Linked DNA regions of Mus musculus: region 1 is linked to region 2. Evidence: chromatin contacts called from public HiChIP or PLAC-seq data. All regions are on one chromosome and are shown on one strand. Each heading gives the region's core, a stretch centred on a gene start, on an enhancer-like site or on the middle of the called end of the contact. The rest is flanking DNA. Distances are from core to core; before and after follow the strand shown.

Region 1 (5,394 bases), core at 2,084-4,583, 1.3 Mb after region 2:
GTAATTATTTATTAAACGGAATCTATTTATTATTATTTTAGCAAACACTGGGGACAGGTGGGGCTTTCTTTTCGTCGTCTCCTTTTGTTTGAAGGGCTGTTTGAAGTGGCCAGTCTCGGTCCCGGCAGCCTCGCTCGCCAGATTTTTGTCTTCCTCTCTTTCAGGGCCAAAGCGAAGGCGAGAGAAAGAAGCCCCCTCCTCTGGCAAGCCATTAGCTATTCATCTTCCCATGGGGGCCCCCCTCCTTGCTCGATCCTCAAAGAACCCCCAGGCAATGCTAGCTTTACCCCCTCCCAACAGCAAGACGCTAGGGCCAGCCGCTGCCTAACCCTCTATACCAAACTGCCAACCATCTCCAGGCTTCTGGCTGTCGGCCTCTCTCTTAGGACCCCTCAAACCTCCAGGCAAGCCTAGGTCTAACAAGGTGGAGGGGGACAGGGGTCTTGGAGGCCTCAGAGGCAGTGGATGGATGACCCCTCGCTGTAAAAACAGGCTGTCCTGGGGGCGGGCGCAGAGGGCGATTTACAAGCACAATTGGCACGCACTGCGCAGTCAACTGCGCCTTGACCTCCACCTCCGAAGGATGGGGGATTAACTTTGCATAGGGATCTGTGAGTCCCCTGCAGCTAAGGGAGAGGTTGTGGATCCTGAATCTCTAAATTTCTAAGAGTCTCGGGCATTCAGCTTGGCCTCCTGGCTAAATGAAGAACGGCAGGGAGTTTGGGCATTTTTCAGACAGCGCTGTGCGCTCCTTACTCTGCTTTTTACGCAAAGCAACTTCTGGCAGCCTAGCCTACAAGCGCAGAAGGTCCCTGAGCAGGAGAGATGTTGGAAAGCCTGTACAAGAATTCCAAAATGGTCTCTGCCTATTAAGAAACTTTTGCTACACCCCCCAGAATTCTTTCTGTCTCGGGAAGTTCTGCGTTCTAGCCAAAGCCCATTAGTCTCACGGGATAGGACTCAACCAGTCCCATTTCCATTTCAAGTCTACAGGCAGATGAGAGCCACAGGTGTATGTAGCTCTTCTGAGGCCCAGGGAGTCACACAGTGGCTTGGGTCTCTTACAATCTGGGTTCCTCCCCTCAGAGCCTGGTTGCATTTTTTTTAAGAGCCATGGGGGTGCCCTTTAAGTCACTTTCCCAGGTTCTCCTTTTTCAGAGAAATAATTCAAGCAGAGCTGTGATCTGGGAGAGAAAAGCAGAAAAGCCTAGCACATCTCTGGCTAGGAGAGCTAGTCATTAGTCGTCACTCATCTAATCCTGCCAGTTTTCAAAGACTCGGAACAGCCTCTATTCTCTGCATTTTGGGGGTGTCTCTCATTCTTCCCAAAGCAAATCATGCCATCCAAGGGGGCGGGGGGTGATCTAGGTCTCAGAGTCTTAGGCTTTGGATTCTTCATAGTTCTGATAGGATTTGCCCTGCGACCTTGGGCAAATCACTTCCTTCTGGGGACTTGGCTTTTCCATCTGTAAAAAGGGCCTTACGCCTCCATTCCTGGGACCAGAAGACACTTGCTTGAAGCAAGGCACAACCTAAAGGAAGGCCTACTAGCAGGAGATAGAACCTGAGGACCCAGTTCACAGGAAGGTCTACCCTTGCCTGCAGATTCAATTTCTCTGCAGTAGGGAAGGAATTCCCTCCTCACTCTCGATCATTTTAGGGATAGTGTTATGCCCCCACCCAATCCTACCACCTCCCCTCCTGCTGAGTGCCAAGCAAGCCATCCTCTGCCCAGGGGATTTTGTAGTGCTCCCTCCTCTTCCTTGCAGCCCAGGCGGCCAGTGGTCATCATAGAGTCAAGTCACACACCTACCCCGACCCTGACTCTACGCCTTCAGCCTCCCAGCCAGGGTATGGTCCCTTCTACAATATCCAGGAGCTTCGGAGTTAGAGAACGTACTAGAAAGCTTAGAGTTACTGCCAAGAATCTTTAACTCCCAGCCATAGCTTCCTCCCATGCACATCCTGACTAGAAAGCTGGGGGGGGGGGGAGGGAGGGAGGGAGGGCAGGAGAGAGAGAGAGAGAGAGAGAGAGAGAGAGAGAGAGAGATCAGCGGAAGCCACAACCCCTCACCCTGAGTGACCGGAAACAGAAGACCACGGGGTGTCAGGGACAAGAAGGGCGGGTCTGCAGGGAAGAAAGGACAATGTCTTAAGGCTCACAGGAAAGATTTCCAGATAGCTTAAGATAACCTCTTAAGAGGGACAAACTAGAAGTCTCCCTGCCCTGGGCTCACCCACAGTTCAGGAGTGATGGGGAGGGAGGGGGCGGGAAGGAGTAGGACTAGGTGAAGCTGCTAGTCCTCTCTGGTCTGTGATTGGACAGGGGCACTAAAGGGGGCAGAAAGTAGATCTGCTTTTCTCCCAGGGCCTGCACACGGAGGCATTGAAAAGACAAAAAAGGCTAGCAGAGAACAAGTCCCTCCTTGACCTTTCCCTATCACCTGCCTCTCGGGTCAGGCCTTCCCGATAGCATCCATAGTGGGGCGGGGCGTGATGAGATGCCCCCTCTGCACTCTCTCTACAACCACCCTCGCCTCCGGAATAGAACCCAATGTCTCGGATGAGGACTATGGTGGGGGTTTTCAAGGTCTGGTCTGGGGGCTGGAGGGTTGGATCCCAAGGTGATATTGAACCTGGCCAAGCAATAGTTTCTGAGTAGAAAGGACTTGAGCAGGGACCGTCTCTGGTCACTCTGTCCTCTTTCCCAGGATGGAGTCAGTCTGTGAAACATGGTTGCACACACATTTCCTGACCCAACCCATAGTGGCGGAGAGCTGGATAGCACTTTGAACTAATGGGCGCTCCTCCCAGCTGCCAGCCAAGAAGACACTTGACTCCTTGATCGCTGGTTCATTTAGACAAGCCGTTTCCCTCTCTGAGCCAAAAGACCCCATGTGTAATACTCAAAGAAGAGGCCTTCCTTATATATATATAGGCACCCCCAAACCTCCTTCATGCTACCAAGAAAGGGTCTGGACACATGCCAAAAAGAAAGAGGAAAAGGCAAAGCTCTCCCCAGCGGCCGGACGGGACTCTTCTGGCTGGGCGAGGCTCTTTGAGGAACCGAGAGTTGCTGGGACTGAGCCCGCGACGGGGGAGGCGTGGAGTGGGGGAACAAACAGAGTGCTGCTCCCCTCCCCCGACCCCTGCCCTTTGTCCGGAATCCAGCTGTGCTCTGCGGGTGGGGGTTGTGGGGGGAGGAGCGGGCTCGCGTGGCGCAGCCCCTGGGCCCCCTCCGCTGATTGGCCCGTGGTGCAGGCAGCAGCCCGGCAGGCACGCTCCTGGCCGGGGGCAGAGCAGATAAAGCGTGCCAGGGGACACACGACTTGCATGCAGCTCAGAAATCCCTCTGGGTCTCATCACTGCAGCAGTGGTCGAGTACCTCCTCGGAGCTTTTCTACGACTTCCAGACGCAATTTACTCCAGGCGAGGGCGCCTGCAGTTTAGCAGAACTTCAGAGGGAGCAGAGAGGCTCAGCTATCCACTGCTGCTTGACACTGACCCTATCCACTGCTGCTTGTCACTGACTGACCTGCTGCTCTCTATTCTTTTGAGTCGGGAGAACTAGGTAACAATTCGGAAACTCCAAAGGGTGGATGAGGGGCGCGCGGGGTGTGTGTGGGGGATACTCTGGTCCCCCGTGCAGTGACCTCTAAGTCAGAGGCTGGCACACACACACCTTCCATTTTTTCCCAACCGCAGGATGGCGCCTCATCCCTTGGATGCGCTCACCATCCAAGTGTCCCCAGAGACACAACAACCTTTTCCCGGAGCCTCGGACCACGAAGTGCTCAGTTCCAATTCCACCCCACCTAGCCCCACTCTCATACCTAGGGACTGCTCCGAAGCAGAAGTGGGTGACTGCCGAGGGACCTCGAGGAAGCTCCGCGCCCGACGCGGAGGGCGCAACAGGCCCAAGAGCGAGTTGGCACTCAGCAAACAGCGAAGAAGCCGGCGCAAGAAGGCCAATGATCGGGAGCGCAATCGCATGCACAACCTCAACTCGGCGCTGGATGCGCTGCGCGGTGTCCTGCCCACCTTCCCGGATGACGCCAAACTTACAAAGATCGAGACCCTGCGCTTCGCCCACAACTACATCTGGGCACTGACTCAGACGCTGCGCATAGCGGACCACAGCTTCTATGGCCCGGAGCCCCCTGTGCCCTGTGGAGAGCTGGGGAGCCCCGGAGGTGGCTCCAACGGGGACTGGGGCTCTATCTACTCCCCAGTCTCCCAAGCGGGTAACCTGAGCCCCACGGCCTCATTGGAGGAATTCCCTGGCCTGCAGGTGCCCAGCTCCCCATCCTATCTGCTCCCGGGAGCACTGGTGTTCTCAGACTTCTTGTGAAGAGACCTGTCTGGCTCTGGGTGGTGGGTGCTAGTGGAAAGGGAGGGGACCAGAGCCGTCTGGAGTGGGAGGTAGTGGAGGCTCTCAAGCATCTCGCCTCTTCTGGCTTTCACTACTTGGATCCCTAGCCCTCTCACAGGGCTTAACTAGGCTTCTCATCGGTACCCTTGCTGCTGCGCACAGCAGACATTGGGGGCTGCTCTTCTCTTAACTCTCCTCGGTGCAGCCACATCAAACTCTCGCTCCAAGCATTTGAGAATGGTAGCACTACCTAGTTGGAGACTCCCATACTTCCTGGTGAGTCTGCCCTCATTCAAATCTGCCGGCCTCCGACCATCCATCACTTTTTCCAGGGTGACCTAATCCAGTGTTGCGTCTTACCTCACTGGCTCCTCCATCCAGCTCTTGGCCCATAGATGATGTTCGTCGTCTTTACTGCCCGCTACATGCAGGGTTTCTGAGCTTCTCCATTCTGCCTTAGTCCACGAAGGTGATCTGCCTTCTTCTGCACTTTTCAAGTCGTTACCCTTCCCCCAAGGGAGACCAGGCTGTGAACCGGAAAGCCCTAGCCTATGGCTAGAGCATCTCTCCAACTTGTCTCCCGTGTCTAAAGTGTGAGTTGCAGGGACGGTTCCTGAAGCACTGTTTGTCTCCCTAAAAAGGAAAAAAAAAGAAAAAGAAATCAGTTTGTAAATGATATAATGCCTTTTGAAATGAATTTTGTTATGGTAAATTATATGCCTCCTGCCCCATTTTTACACATTTGTATTTATTGATGCTATTTCGTGGTAGGAGAGTTTATATTTTGTACATAAGAGTATCAAGGACTGGTGATTGAGATTTTGAGCTAACAAATAAAAGATGAACGTCGAGAATCTTCACAAGGTGACTCCATTGTGCGCAGAGAAGGGGAGGAGGGTGACAGCCCAGGCTGGGGGTGTCTAGAGTAATTCTACTCTGCAGAGCGAGAGGAGAGGAGCAAGGGGAGACTTTCCTAGGGAATCTCTGGGACCTCTCTGCCTCCCGTGCTGGGCTGGAGGTGG
Region 2 (5,490 bases), core at 2,628-5,127:
CACCTCACCCTGCTTGTCCCCCAAAGTCCAGGGCAGCCCATAGCCACCCTAGACATCGGGGTGACTCAGGGAAAGGATGTTGGAGAACCCAAACCTCATACTAGCCCCGAACCGACAAGAATGGGGTCATGGTGCCTTTTACCCAAGGATTCCATAAGCAAACCAGCAGGGACAGTTGGGTCCCCAGCTCTACAAATGAATGTGACCCTGAAAAGGTGGCCATCTGACTCGGCAGGCCATGAGCCTAGCCCACCGGTGACCTATGTTTTGCTACAGCCAGTAAGTGTCCTTGGTGAGCATCTACCTGGTCTTGGGGGCCCCCATGCCCAACCCTTGCTCCGGCTCTGTTCTGTTGATCAGGACTCTTGCTCCCCAATCAACCCTCTCTCCCCATTCTTGCTACAAGTCCAGTGAAATCCGACTGCCAAAAGGATTCTACCCAACTTAGGTGGCACCTCAACTCCATTCAGCATCCTGATCCCAGGGAGGCTGCCAGCCTTCAGGTGATGACGGAGAGATGAAGGAGGCTGAAGCATAGCTAAGGCAGGCCCTCGAGCCCTAAGTTCGAATCCTGTCTCTGTTGAGCTCTACTGTGTGACCTTGGGCAACTCCAAACACTTTTCCCCAAAGCTCCAGCAGTTATAAACAGGAGAGTTGCTAGGTCCTGCGGAATTCCCCATTGTGTAAGGGGAGGGGGATGGACCAGAGCAGAGAGATTCCAGGAGAAATTCCTCCCGTGCAGTTGTACTTCCGAGTTAATGAGAAAGCCCATTAAGACACTTGACTTTCCATTTGTTTAAGCGAGATGGGTGCTCGCTTCGGTGCAGAGGGAGGGAGCAGAGGGTTAAGGCACCAACCAGAACCGCACAAGCGGCACCAGCTCAGACACTAGGAAAACTCCCTTTTTAATTGCACCTTTAAAAGACTGATCAAGAGCTCTCAACTCCGGCTCAACCGTCCCAGCCAGAGGCCTTGGAAGGGCTGCAAGAGTGGGGTGGGGTAGAAGGAAGCTCTCAAAGCCTCCCGGTGCCTTTGATGTAGCCTCTCCCGGCCAGTCACTTGCTGTTTGGTGTCTTCCTAAGGGTCTGCAGCTCTAGGGGTCTGGTTTTGATTTTTCCATCATCAAACGTGATTTTTTTTTTTTTTAAATCTCAAGGAGTTGACTACCAGATTCTCAAGAGAAAGGAGAACTGTACCTGTACTTTGTTTGAGCCTCCCCAGAAATCTCTCTTGCCTCAGCAACAAACCTCAACACAGCCAGGTGGAAGGGTGCCGGAAGGACACCCCACCACCACCACCACCCCATAGTTGAAGTTGGCCTAGCTAACATAAGGATCCCAGCGTCCTAGTCAGAAATCGGTGTTAAGAAGACAAGATGTGGGGAAAGCCTGAGCTCTGGCCTCGATTTTCCCCATCAATGAAATGGGAACAGGAGGGAGTCACTGGAAAAACCCAAAGAGCAATGGAGTAGAAAGATGCTTCGTGCCTGTGGCATTGAGGAAAGCAGGCCGTGTGGGCATGCTCTCCATTCAGAAGGTAGGTTCCTAAGGGAGGCATATTCTGGGCAAAGGAAGGCTGCAGGCAGACCCCAGCAGCTGGCCCTTCTCCAGACTAGTGGGCAGGAGGCCCCCGCCGTGCTCTGTAATGAACACAATTCCAACACCGCTTCTGCTCACTGGTGAGAAATCAAAGCTGGGTATTAGAGACCATTTCTGACTGGGCACTGTTCATACCCAAATCCATCAAAGCCCTGGGCCTGGGGTTTCTTCCGGGGTAGACGGGGGCTGAATGCTTTGTTAAGCAGAAAATGCAGGCCCTCTCCAGCATTCCTGGCCCAGCCCACCCACCTGGAGAACTCTGGGCCCAGCAGTCCTATTTTTCTCCAAATGGAGCCCCATCCCCAGTAACCCTGGTATCTATTCCTGACCCCACTACCCTGCTGATAAATATGGGGAAAAATGTTTCCCAAGATGCAACCTGGCCCACGTACTATTTCCAAAGACTTCACTCTAGCCTCCAATCATCCCCAGACACTCTTAAACAGAAACTAACAATCCTGGCCATCCCACACCTAAGTGCACCCTTTAAAACAAGGCTGGTCGTTTAGCGTGCCTCCTCCCCTTCTCCATCATTACCTTCCAACTTCAAAACACTGCTTTAAATACCCGAGTCTGCCCAAATCATAATTAACTCGGATCAAATGATTGAGTGTTGTAACTTTACAGCACAAAGCTTGGGGAGAAATAAAAAGTGGGGGGATGTGTTAAAAGCAAGCTCCGGCCGTGGGAAACGTTCGTTACAGAGGAGGGACCTTTAGCTCTTGAAGAAAGAGAGGTGGGGAGGAGAGAGAGAGGATGCCATCATCACTGAGGGTGGTGGGGTGTGTGTCAACTCAATACTTTCTGCTAGTTTCCTTTTCCCATTCTTAGCCTTTGCTCAGGGAGGTCTTTGTCTAGGGTGGCCCTCCAGCCCCCGCACCAGCTTCGGGAGTCGATTCACCCTAACGGCAGTTCACCTGCTTGGGTACCAGAGAGGTTGGTGCGAGTGTCTACTTTTCCTTCCAAGGAAGACGCAGCCCACTTTGCAACGCCCAGCCGAGCTACTACAGAGCCAGCAAGACACTTCCATCTTCGCGATGAGAGGAGAATCGGGGACTTTATAAACTTAGGAGTCCACCAAACCCTCTTAAGAGCATCTTTACTGGGTCCAGGTGCAGTGCAGAGGCGAGCTCACCTGGACACTGAGAATACCAATAACCTATTGAAAATAGGCAAAGTCGAAAGGAGATACATTACGCCCCTCCACTCTCTGCCAACACTCACCCCCAAACAATCCACCAACCACGAAACCTTTTCATACCCGCCCGCGCCGCACCTCCGGAGATCACGGTGTACAGGAGTCGGCCCCTCCCCCTTCAGTAGCTTAAAGCCTTCGGGCCTCGGCTCCCCAAAGGCCGAGAAGAAGCGCTTCCAGGGTTCCGCAGTATCCTGCTCTCTGTCCGCGACCCTCAGAATGCTGCGCGTGCAGCCCGCGGGAGCCTGTACTCAGACCTAAGTTGCAGGCGAACCGCAGAGAACACACACCTGGCCCTGGCAGTGACAGTTTTTCCGTGATAGTCAGGGGTCACTTGGAAGTGAATCAGACCCCATTCCACGGGAAGCAACTATCCCTTGGAGGCAGGAGCAGGGAGCTTCGAGCTTACGTGGCACCCCAGGTGGCCACGCGTCGCCCCCTCTCCCGAGCACCGAAGCTGCCTTTTAACTTGGACGCGTCCACGGCGTTCTCGGAGCGCAGTGACTCCGCCAAGAACCACCCGAACTTGCAGTTGGACGCTGAGACGCGCCAGGACCGCATCCCTGTGTTCCACTCCCTCTCGCACCTACCTGCTAGGCTCGGTGTCGGATCCCAGCAAAGCAGCAGCGCCAGCAGCAGCGCGCTCCGCACCCCGCTCCGGGCCCTCATGCTCCTGTCCCCCGGCCCGGGCGCCTCTCCCTCGGGGTTCTTTCCCGGTCCCCAGCCTCGCCGCCTTCGCCTTCGCCGCCGCCTCGCCGTTCTCGCAGGCGCCCGGCAGCGCCAGCCCGTGCCCTCCGTAGGCGCAGAGGCAACCGCGCAGCGCCGGGAGGCCGCCCGGCGACTAGGAGCGCTCCGGGAGTCGGACGCCGCTGGGGATCCCGGCTCTGGTGCGCCCTTTCCGCGCTCTCCCGCTGCGAGCGCCGTCCGCGCCCTGCTCCGAAGTTGTGCGATCCCAGTGGAGTGCGCTCAGCGGCGCTCGTAGCGGCCGCGCCGCGAAGTCTGTCCGAGTGGGGTGTGTGCTTCCCTCTGCGCCCTGCCGCTCCCCGCGGCTCCGCGCCCTCGCCCGCCCTGCCGCCGGCCACAATGCCCAGCGCCGCCGCGCGCTCGCCCTAGAGTCAGCGGGCCGGGGCGGGGCCTCACGCGATAGAAGGCGGGGCCTGGAGGACGGGGGCGGAGCCACGGGGCCCAGCGAGGGGGGGTACCCTACCGCTGTGTAGGCGCGGCCGAGTTGGGGCCTTATCAGAGGGGATCCTTGAAGAACGCAGGATCCAAAGCACCGGAAAACCGGTCCGCTGAAAGCGGCGGAGTCTACCGGATTTTCTTTCCAAAAATAAAGGAAATAAACATTCGTACACTTCTTAGCTTGGGTGTGAATCAGCTTTCGCTTTTGATTCGGTCTCAAAAGGGGATGGGGGTGTTTAAGAAAAAATGTCAAACACTCAAGTCCTGGTGGAGCGGGGGATGTAGTTGGGGAGTTCCAGCTGTGGATATTTGGGCATGAGTTAGGATCGTGATTGGTTCTGTTTTTCTCCTCGACCCAGGACAGAACTCTTTACGTGGGATCCGGAAGGATGGCTCATCCTAGGATATGGTGAACCAGTCCAATTGAATAAAAGGACGTGTGTGGGGAGGGAACCTGCTGCTGTGTTTTGCTCCGAGCACAAACTTGGTTCTGGTTCTGCTCCTTAAGCGCGTGACCTTGAAGGAGCTGCTTAGCTGTCTCCATCACTGTCACCTGTGAAATGGGGAAGAATGATGTTAGCTGTCTCATAAGGGGTTGAGGAGCAGAATGTGGGAAATAGGTAGAAAGTGGGGGCACAAATGGTGGCATCCCTTCCCAAGGTTCTTGAAGGAAGTCCTTGTCACCCAGAGGTGGGCCCATAAGCTTACGTGACCAGAGGAGACTTGGGAGATGTCTGTGCATCCGCTCACAGGAAGCTCACAGCACTTCCATGTGGGAGCCCACTAACGGGCTAATTCCATAATGCTATAAAGAAGCAGCCCCTACCCCTTATCTGCTGACCTCCTAAGCTTTTCCTCTTTGCAGATCTGGATCAGCCCTCTTCTTCAGGAAGAGAGCAGCCTAGCCAGGTTCTGAAGTCGGGTAGGAGGGTAGAAGGGTGGGAGGGTGGGAGGTATCCAAAAGAACCTAGTATTCCCAAGTTTTTCCTAGATTGGAGAAGAAAGGTTTGGGAGCCATAGTTGCTGACTAAGAGGTTGGTGGTGTGAGGGCAGAGAAGCAAGAAGATCCATGCTAGCTGTGTTTGGGGGAGAGGGAGGCAATGAAAGCGGGATTTCTCGACACCCCCTCTATCCCAACTCCACAAAATGAAGACTGGAGATCTATAGAAGGCTGTGGCTATAGGTGACGCCCCACATCATGGCTGGCCACCCAGGCCCAGTAGGGTGAATCCGGGTGGAGTGAACGCCCAAGGCAGGACTTTGGTTTCTGTGGGCAAAGGTAAACGGGCTATTTTTATCCTGGCCTGGAACAGCATGAGCAACAGCAGTGGCTGAGCACACCCAGCCTGTTCCACCCATTCCAGACCGCAAGCACGCAGCGATACACGCCCCTCGGACAGTTACACATACCTGCAAAGGAACACACAAGTAAATACACAACAGAGACGCACAGGTGCAAGATGACCTTTCCTGAAACACCCTGTGTACAAACAGACATCCACCTAGAAAAACACC

Evidence for each region. HiChIP or PLAC-seq counts read pairs in DNA pulled down with a chosen protein or histone mark.
Region 1: an H3K4me3 HiChIP or PLAC-seq map of embryonic stem cells shows a contact between it and region 2, with 6 times the contacts expected there. The contact joins the promoter of Neurog3 here to the promoter of Unc5b in region 2. A contact is called at or near these places in 2 of 39 promoter capture datasets (embryonic stem cells and hippocampal neurons), 1 of 484 Hi-C or Micro-C datasets (embryonic stem cells) and 1 of 115 datasets of contacts at active chromatin or transcription factors (embryonic stem cells).

Annotation. Positions count from the first base shown.
Region 1 is chr10:62,129,757-62,135,150 of GRCm38.p6, forward strand. It overlaps Neurog3 (neurogenin 3), which reads left to right and starts at 3,334. Exons shown (of 2, transcript NM_009719.6): 1 at 3,334-3,571; 2 at 3,706-5,007. The coding sequence starts at 3,707. The coding sequence ends at 4,351.
Region 2 is chr10:60,827,704-60,833,193 of GRCm38.p6, forward strand. It overlaps Unc5b (unc-5 netrin receptor B), which reads right to left and starts at 3,878. Exons shown (of 17, transcript NM_029770.3): 1 at 3,384-3,878. The coding sequence starts at 3,462.